Regions from separate parts of the Mus musculus genome. Here region 2 is linked to region 1. Evidence: chromatin contacts called from public Hi-C data. All regions are on one chromosome and are shown on one strand. Each heading gives the region's core, a stretch centred on a gene start, on an enhancer-like site or on the middle of the called end of the contact. The rest is flanking DNA. Distances are from core to core; before and after follow the strand shown.

Region 1 (3,926 bases), core at 1,019-3,518:
AAAAAATTAAGAGTCCGCCCTAGGTCATTTGGCAGTTGTAGTCACACAGATCCATGGTATCCAGAGACGGGCAACTTTCCTCATGCACAGACCAACCTAAGAGAAGGGGCCTGGAGGCCATCATAGGATAACCCTATGATGGGTAAGGCTGTGATACTAGAGGATCGACCTAAGACAGGAGCCCTGGCCATGGACAGATTTGCCCAGGCCTAGACCAGCCTCATTTCATTAAAGAAAAAAGAGGGAGATGTAGGAAGCCAACTCTAAGATGGCGCAGGCTTTCTGTGTGCCTTTGTGGTAAACAACACCATTGCGCAGGTGCTAGCCTGACCCCTCCTGAGCAGGTACATGCAAATTAGATGCAGGCAGACTGACCAATCCTGGGGGGCCATGGAGCCTTCTCCTGTGCTAGGGTGTATATAAGCAGCCCTCCCTGGGTGCCCTGTCCCGGTAGCAGCATCGAGGTGTTCCTGCAATAAAGGCTGTTGAGAAGAATCTGACCATGTCGTGTCTTCCTTGCTGGCTGAGGTGGGCGCGACACCCCATGGCCCTTCAGCAGGAAACAGAATTTTTTTTTTTTTGGCTTTTTCGAGACAGGGTTTCTCTGTATAGCCCCGGCTGTCCTGGAACTCACTTTGTAGATCAGGCTGGCCTCGAACTCAGAAATCCGCTTGCCTCTACCTCCCGAGTGCTGGGATTAAAGGCATGCATCACCATCACCCAGCTGGAATCTTACCCTACATCTATTATTATTTTTTTTTCTTATATATCATTTTAGTTTCTTTTCCTGCTGCTATGATAAAATGCCCCAACAAAGGCAGTCTAAAGAAGAGTGGTTTATTTTGGCTTATAATTCAAGATGTAGTAAGTCACCTGGGGTGGGGGTGGGGTGGGGTTTGGGGGAAGAGCAGCCTGAAACAGCTGGTAAGTAACCTATGCATCCACAGCATGAAACAGAACAATGCTGTGTGTTGGTGCTTGGCTGACTTCCCCCTTATTATGGGCCCAGCCAGACCCAACCCAGGGAATGGTGTCACTCTCCCACATCAGTTAACCTGATAAAGACAATCCTAACCCTCTCTGCAGAGCATCTGGAGGCTTGTCTCCTATGTGCTTTTAGATAAACAGGGAGAGAAATCACAGCTAAGCACTAACAGCAAACCACCTGGCGATTTTTGCACTTGAACAGCTACTTTTTAATATCAAGTAGAATGTCCGTTTAATTAGCACCGGGAAGGATCATGTTTCCAACTCAAACATGCATTCTGGCGACTTTAAATTTGCAGTTTTTCTGTTGTGGGAGACTCGGCCCATGCTAGGAGCTACGTCAGAGTTGCGTACATCCCTAGCTGTTTTTATACCATTTCTTACATGATTAAAATCCTGAAAAATCACATCTGTATGTGGAAAATCTATATTAACCGGATGCAATGTCCTTTGCATCTAATGTGCCGCCTTCCTACATATCGGCCCTCCTAAGAGACTCAATTTTAAGTCTCTTATAAAACACACTCGCAGCTCCATTCCAGCAATGGCTTAAATACAAATGGCTCTAGGGTGGACTAAAGAAGTTCGACTTAAACCCTGGACGCTCCATATGCCACAGCCTGGAATCCCAGCACTTGGAAGGCGGGGGCGGGAGAGTCAAAGTTCAAAGTCAGGTTGGGCTGCACAGCAAGATCGTTTCTTAGAGCCAAACCGACAAAACTAGAAACCTGAGCAGATACTACAAGTGATTATTAACGTCGTTAAAGAGTCACATCTTTCCCCCTTGCCTTTGGTGCATGCCTGGACCACCAGGTCCCCTGAGAGACATACGAAGGGCGCCGCGAAACTGCAAAGTAGGGAACCATGTTTGAAAGCCCTAGAAGAGGTCTGTCTACCCGAAGCAGGGAAAAGCGCGATTGGACGCCCCTCAAAAGCTTCCAAGTTTAGCCTTCCCGGCCCAATCTACCACCACCATAAGGTTCAGCGGCCAGCGCGCAGGTGTAGAGTGAGCGGGCGCCGAGGTGCACGCCGGGAGTCGTTGTGGCGCCACGCGAAGAAGCGAGCTCTCAGCCCCGCCCCCCCCCACAGCTCTTCTCCGCGTTTCTCAGGAGAGACCCTCATCCCCGGACGTGGGGCACAGACCTTCCCGGCTTGCATCTCGCCCGGTCGGCCGGCCAAGAAAGTCAGCTCTCGGGACTAGAAGATGACTGAGGCCTAGCGGGGTCCAGAGAGCGAAGGTTGGACTAGATGGCCTCCCTCCTTCGGGCTGGCCCCGCCCCCGCCCCCTGAGCTGCTGGGAGTTGTAGTTCATGAGCCGACTCGAGTTTGTCAGTCCTTGGTTTCCCTCCGCCTCCCGCAATGCTCTACGCCTCAGGCCGCCTCTTAGCTGCCCGGGCGGCCACCACACTTTCCGCCCCGCCCAGAGCCCGGGGCCCGGCGCTCCGCGGCAAACGGAGGGAACTACAAATCCCATGGCACCTCGAGACGCCTTCTTATGACCCCTTGACGGGGCAGCGGACAAGACCCGGCGTGCCTCCGGCCCGGAGGGTGATCCTTCGGAAGGGGAGGATGCCGCCGGCCATAGGCGGTGGCCTAGCGGGCTCCGAGCTGCGTCCCCGTAGGGGCCGCTGTGTGCCGCAGGCTGCCAGAGCCGTGAGCCGAGACGTGGTCCCCCAGGCTGCAGCACGGAAACTTAAACGGCCTGCTTGGAGCTCGCGGCGCTTCCAGGCGGCAGGGTGGTGGGCCACGTTGGCTGTGGTGACGCTGCTGTCCTTTGCCACCCGCTTTCACCGGCTGGACCAGCCTGCTCACATCTGGTAAGTGGCGGAAAGGACTTGGCGGGCACCATGGCAACTGAGAGGGAGTGACGCCACCCTCTGATTGGCTTGAGGGCGCGAAGTGGGCGGGATTCATCGGAGGCACGACAGGTCCTTGGCGGTAGAGAAACTCAGTTGTATTTCGAGGGGAGTAGGGGGTGGCTGGGGAAAGCTTTCCGGTGTGTCAAACCTCGGAGAATAGGTTTGCCCTGGTGGGGGTCCCACACTCGGAGTTTGCAGGAGTTGTCCTCATGTCTTCTAGTCACCTGGCTTTAAAATGGTGATACTCAGAGGTTCTTTGAACTTGGCTGAGAAATTAGTAAATTCGTAGAACATAATTTTCCCAAAGCGTGATTTTCAAAGAAAAAGATTCCTATAGAGTAAGGATAGTTTGGGTATCGGGAGATGGCGGCACAGATTCTGAGCAACAGGTCTGGTGTTATCCTGTGAGAATTATTTTCTAGGCCTTACTTTGTATGATACAGATGGTGGCTTGAGGCTTGGTTCAATTCCATTTCCCAAGCTCACAGAGTTACTTGATCTTTAGCTGGAAGGGATGTTTTATCTTCTCTATATCACCAAACAGAAACTTAGCATAGAAGGTGTCACAAGTGGATCTTACTCAAGAGCAAGCAAACACACTGACAGGGCTGCTCCTATAGGAAACTAATAAATTACTGTGAAGCTAATTAATAAATTAGGTGCATTTTATGACTGTTGGGAGCTGTAACTACTGGGTTAAACACAAAGGCGTAATCACAGGAAGGGGAATGAATATCAGCACCTTTAGAGTTAGGTTCTTCCACCCCCTGTCAAATCCTACTATACATGACTGTATCCCAAAGAGATAGGTGTACCCACAGTGGGTTACATAATGGCCAAGGACTAACGAGTTTGGGAAATCTATTTTAACACTCACAAGCCTTAATTAGCTCTGTTCTCATAGGAGACATTGCCATATCTCTTATTGCAAGCACAGCCCTAAGAAATGGCCCAGGTCAAATGCAGTTAGGGCATCCTAGGTACATTCTTGGCACGTGTGGTTGTCCATCATCAGCTGCCACTTGTCTTAGGTGGCCCGTCTGAATCTTATCTGGCTTTGGGGTTAGACTTAGAGGAGAA
Region 2 (3,926 bases), core at 554-3,053, 270 kb before region 1:
GTAGTCACCACACCAAAATGTTTCTCTGTTTTGCTTAAGAGAACACAGAGGTTAACGTCTCCAGATGGTCCAGAGGACCAAAGCCCCACAATTACCCAGAAGGCCCTAAGTGTCTCAGGCCATGCAGTGGACATCCATTAGTAAGGAAGAGGTAAAGTCAATGAGGTTGGGCTGCACAAGGCTGTAGTCTAAGGAAGCTGAAAGAGCTAACTACTCCATGTATGTTCACATGAGTATATTTCAGCATGAAATTACATGCATGTAAATATGATGCCTATGAAGGAGCCTGAAACTCATGAGTTCATAGATGGCAACTGATTCTTACACTTCACTGCAGGAAACAATGGTTCGTCTTTCCAAACCTGTGAGTTGGTGAAGGAGTTCCCAAGAGGCCATATGCACTGCTGCCAGGTGGGCTGCATGGGTCTCCCCATGGCCCTTCCTCATACTGGGGTGTGATCAGCTTCTCAGAGACCCCAGGACATATTCCAAGACTATGAAAGCAGAACCATGGGCTGGAGAGATGACTCAGCACTTAAGAGCACTGACTGCTCTTCCGAATATCCTGAGTTCAAATCCCAGCAACCACCTGAGTTCAAATCCCAGCAACCACATGGTGGCTCACAACCATCCGTAATGAGATCTGATGCCCTCTTCTGGTGCATCTGAAGACAGCTACAGTGTACTTACATGTAATACAAAACAAATCTTTGGGTTGGAGCGAGCAGGGCCGGAGCCAGCAGGACTGGAGTGAGCTGAGGTCCTGAGTTCAATTCCCAGCAACCACATGATGGCTCATAGCCATCTGTACAACTACAGTGTACTCATATACATAAAATAAATACATACACATAAAATAAATCTTCTGGACTTCTGAAGTTAGTGGCACTAGTCTTCATCCCATCTGATACATCCTACTGGTCAAAATTCAGGGCAATCTTTTTTTAAGAGAGTTTATTGATTTAATGTATATCAGTACACTGTCATATGATTACAGATGGTTGTGAGCCACCATGTGATTGCTGGGAATTGAACTCAGGATCTCAGGGTGAGCACTCAGTGCTCTTAACCACTGAGCCATCTCTCTAGCCCAGGAAATAGCTTCTTTGGTGCCAAAAAAGAGCACAGTCATATCACAAAGGGGCATGTGGATTAGGGTGGGAAGACTCTGTAGACATTAGCTTGATCTGCCAGCCCTTTAGGTTGACTTCTTTCATTAGGAATAGATGTGTATGTATGTATATTATCACTGAGTGACAGGGGATAAATAATGGGATTTTTCATTCTCTGCTGACCAGTTACCGATGCTTGAGCAATTGTGTACTCAAAGAAAAGCCAGATGTGGTGGTACATGGCTTTAATGGAAGGCTGAGGCCAGGGAATTGCAGGTTCCAAGCCAATCTGGGCTGTAAGGTGAGATTCTCCTTCATAATAATAATAATAATAATAATAATAATAATAATAATAATAGAAAGAAAACGTCCGACCCACAGTCCCATTCATAGAATAGAATGATAGAATGGTCTTCCTTGGTAAGACTTTGTTTTTGTTTGTTGTTCTTGTGTATGAGTCCGCTGTTGCTCTGCTCAGATCAACCAGAAGAGGGCAGCATTGGCTCCCATTACAGGTAGTGGTGAGCCACCATGTGGTTGCTGGTAAACGCGGTCTTAACCACTGAGCCCAAGGTCTTCATCAAACTGATTTTACTTTTGTCTGCTGTTCCCGCTGAGGCGATCTGCTCTGTGTGTGTGGATGATCTTACAAAACTTCAGGCTTGAGGAAAGAAGACAGGCAGAAAACAAAATCCCTATCTTCAAAGCAACAAGTTTAAGAGACATGGATACAACTCACTGGTGGCGCACTTGCCCGGTATACTTGAGGCCATGGGCTTCATCCCTGGTACCACAACACCACCAAAGGGGGCAAGTCTGATGCATCATGATAATGGCCACTGAGCCGTGAGCAAGGGCCTACCTGTCGAGCAGCATGTCAGTAAGGGTTCCTAGGACACCATAGAGAGAGGCAGGAGAGTACAGCTGTTGGATAATGGGAAGGAGAAGGGCATCAATCCCCCGGGGGAGAAGATGGCAGGGGAGAAGGTGGCAGGTACGTGAAAGGCCCCCAAGGGAAGGGGAGAATCCAAAAGAGAATCCTTTTTTCTTTGTGGCACTGAGCTTTTCATTATTGTAACAAACAGCTGCAATCCCTTGTAAAGAGAAGAGACCCCGAGCCCACAGATTTGAAGGTTGAAGTCTGTCCTTCCGAGGAGGACATCATGACAAAGTGTTGTGGAGTTAAAGAAAAGAGATGGAGAGGAAAAGGTGAAGGAAGGGGAGGAGTGGGGAATAGGGTCTCAAAACACCCTTTAAACATGCACCCCAATGACCTAAAAAAAAACTTTCAGAAGGTCCTACTCACTGAAAGTCCAGAGTCCCCAATAGCATTGTCCTGGGAGCAAGCCTTTACCACAAAGGCTTTTTGGGGCCACTTAGTAATAACTACAACAAAGCTCTTCACGTTTCCTTCCCATGAAGACAGTTTAATTGATGGAATTTCTGGAGCTTTCTACCTCCTTGCTCCTTCCTCCCTGATGGATATAGTAGAGGAACAAGAGATTCCTCATTCTTGGTTTGGGACTAATACCTGGGCAACCTTGGCTCAGACCTACACCTTGTCTCTCTTGGGCACGAACACACCTGGAGATATTGCCATTGGTTAAGTGCACTGTCTGCTCTTCTAGGGGACCTGGGGTTCAATTCCCAGCATTCACATGGCAGCGAAAACTCTGTAGCTCCAATTCCAAGGTATATGGCACCTGCACAGCCATACATACAGGCAAAACACACATGCACATAAAATAAAAATATATCTTTTTAAAAAAAGGAAGTGCAAAGAAAAAGAAAAAAATAGAAAAAAAAAGGAAGTACATGTGTTGTTTATTGAAAGCCTTCTGGAAGCCTATAATGCAATGACTATTTATAGCTGTGTGATTGGCCAATTAGCCCAGTTTGTGACTTCGACTCTAAGCCCCTTACCAAGCTTATGTGTGAAGTTCAGAGTCTCTTGATAAAGGCTGATGCCAGGCAGTGGTGGCACACGTCTTTAATCCCAGCACTCGGGAGGCAGAGGCAGGTGGATCTTGAGTTTGAGGCCACCCTGGTCTACAGAGGGAGTTTTAGGACAGCCAGGGCTACACAGAGAAACCCTGTCTCAAAACAAACAAACAAAAAACAAACACACAAAAAAATTAGAAGAGAAAGGCTGTCAGGAGCACAATATAAAGATGGGGTATTAGGATCAGGGTCACACACACACACACACACACACACACACACGCATGCGTGAGTGTGCAAAGAGTTCTCAAGCTGCAAGTGTACTAGAGGCATTAATTGGAAACTCAGTGGGACTTCCAGGCTAGCTATTGACAGAGACCTTGGCTCAGCATCATGTGGGTCTTTCCACAGGATAGTCTCAGTGTCCACAGAAAGTGACATTTGTCTTCCCTTGAGCCAAGGACTAAGTGGCACAGGGGAAGAGGGAACCAGTGCACCTTTTATCTAGTTTCTAACTTTGAATATGGACACTTCTGCTTGATTTTTTAGGTCAGCAGTTAAACATAGTCCAGAAGGGAAAGTGGGAGCACCTTCGTTTGTTGGGAGCAAAGAACCAGAAAGCCCTCAACAAAGGAAAGACACACGAAGACAAATATTGGGCTGAGGTGGAGCTCAGTGCTAGAGTTCTTGCTTAGCATGGACAAAGCCCGGTGTTTAATCCTCATCATTACAAAGGAAATGGAACAAGAAGAGAGGTCAGGGCGAATAGAAAGGAGGGGAAGAAAGGAGAGGGGAGGGGAGCAAAGAGGTGATAGGAGAGGGTGGAATGAGATACTGCAATATCCCTTTGCTTTAGAGTGAGTGTAAAAGGAC

What was found. Hi-C and Micro-C count contacts between places; a contact is called where the count stands out from the background.
Region 2: a Hi-C map of bone marrow-derived macrophages shows a contact between it and region 1, with 3 times the contacts expected there. The contact joins the enhancer-like site here to the promoter of Gstz1 in region 1. A contact is called at or near these places in 11 of 39 promoter capture datasets (the 3T3-L1 cell line, the C10 cell line, the HPC-7 cell line and 7 more), 1 of 15 datasets of contacts at CTCF or cohesin (embryonic stem cells), 18 of 484 Hi-C or Micro-C datasets (the G1E-ER4 cell line, the HL-1 cell line, adipose-derived mesenchymal stem cells and 8 more), 4 of 115 datasets of contacts at active chromatin or transcription factors (bone marrow-derived macrophages, embryonic stem cells, extraembryonic endoderm stem cells and 1 more) and 4 of 9 other capture datasets (adipose tissue, embryonic stem cells, liver and 1 more).

The regions. Positions count from the first base shown.
Region 1 is chr12:87,146,049-87,149,974 of GRCm38.p6, reverse strand. It overlaps Gstz1 (glutathione transferase zeta 1 (maleylacetoacetate isomerase)), which reads right to left and starts at 2,268. Exons shown (of 9, transcript NM_010363.4): 1 at 2,131-2,268. The coding sequence starts at 2,145. Pomt2 (protein-O-mannosyltransferase 2) reads left to right here and starts at 2,073. Exons shown (of 21, transcript NM_153415.4): 1 at 2,073-2,804. The coding sequence starts at 2,347. It overlaps Gm6566 (predicted gene 6566), which reads left to right. Exons shown (of 3, transcript NR_136901.1): 3 at 1-500.
Region 2 is chr12:87,414,583-87,418,508 of GRCm38.p6, reverse strand. No RefSeq gene overlaps it. Among named protein-coding and RNA genes, the nearest start is that of Mir3068, 21 kb to the left of the region's middle. Within about 2 kb of position 1,803, at least 14 of the 459 cell types and tissues checked have an H3K27ac peak or open chromatin away from gene starts, as enhancers often do. A contact at or near this core is called in the G1E-ER4 cell line, bone marrow-derived macrophages, granulocyte-monocyte progenitors and 2 more, where this site is marked.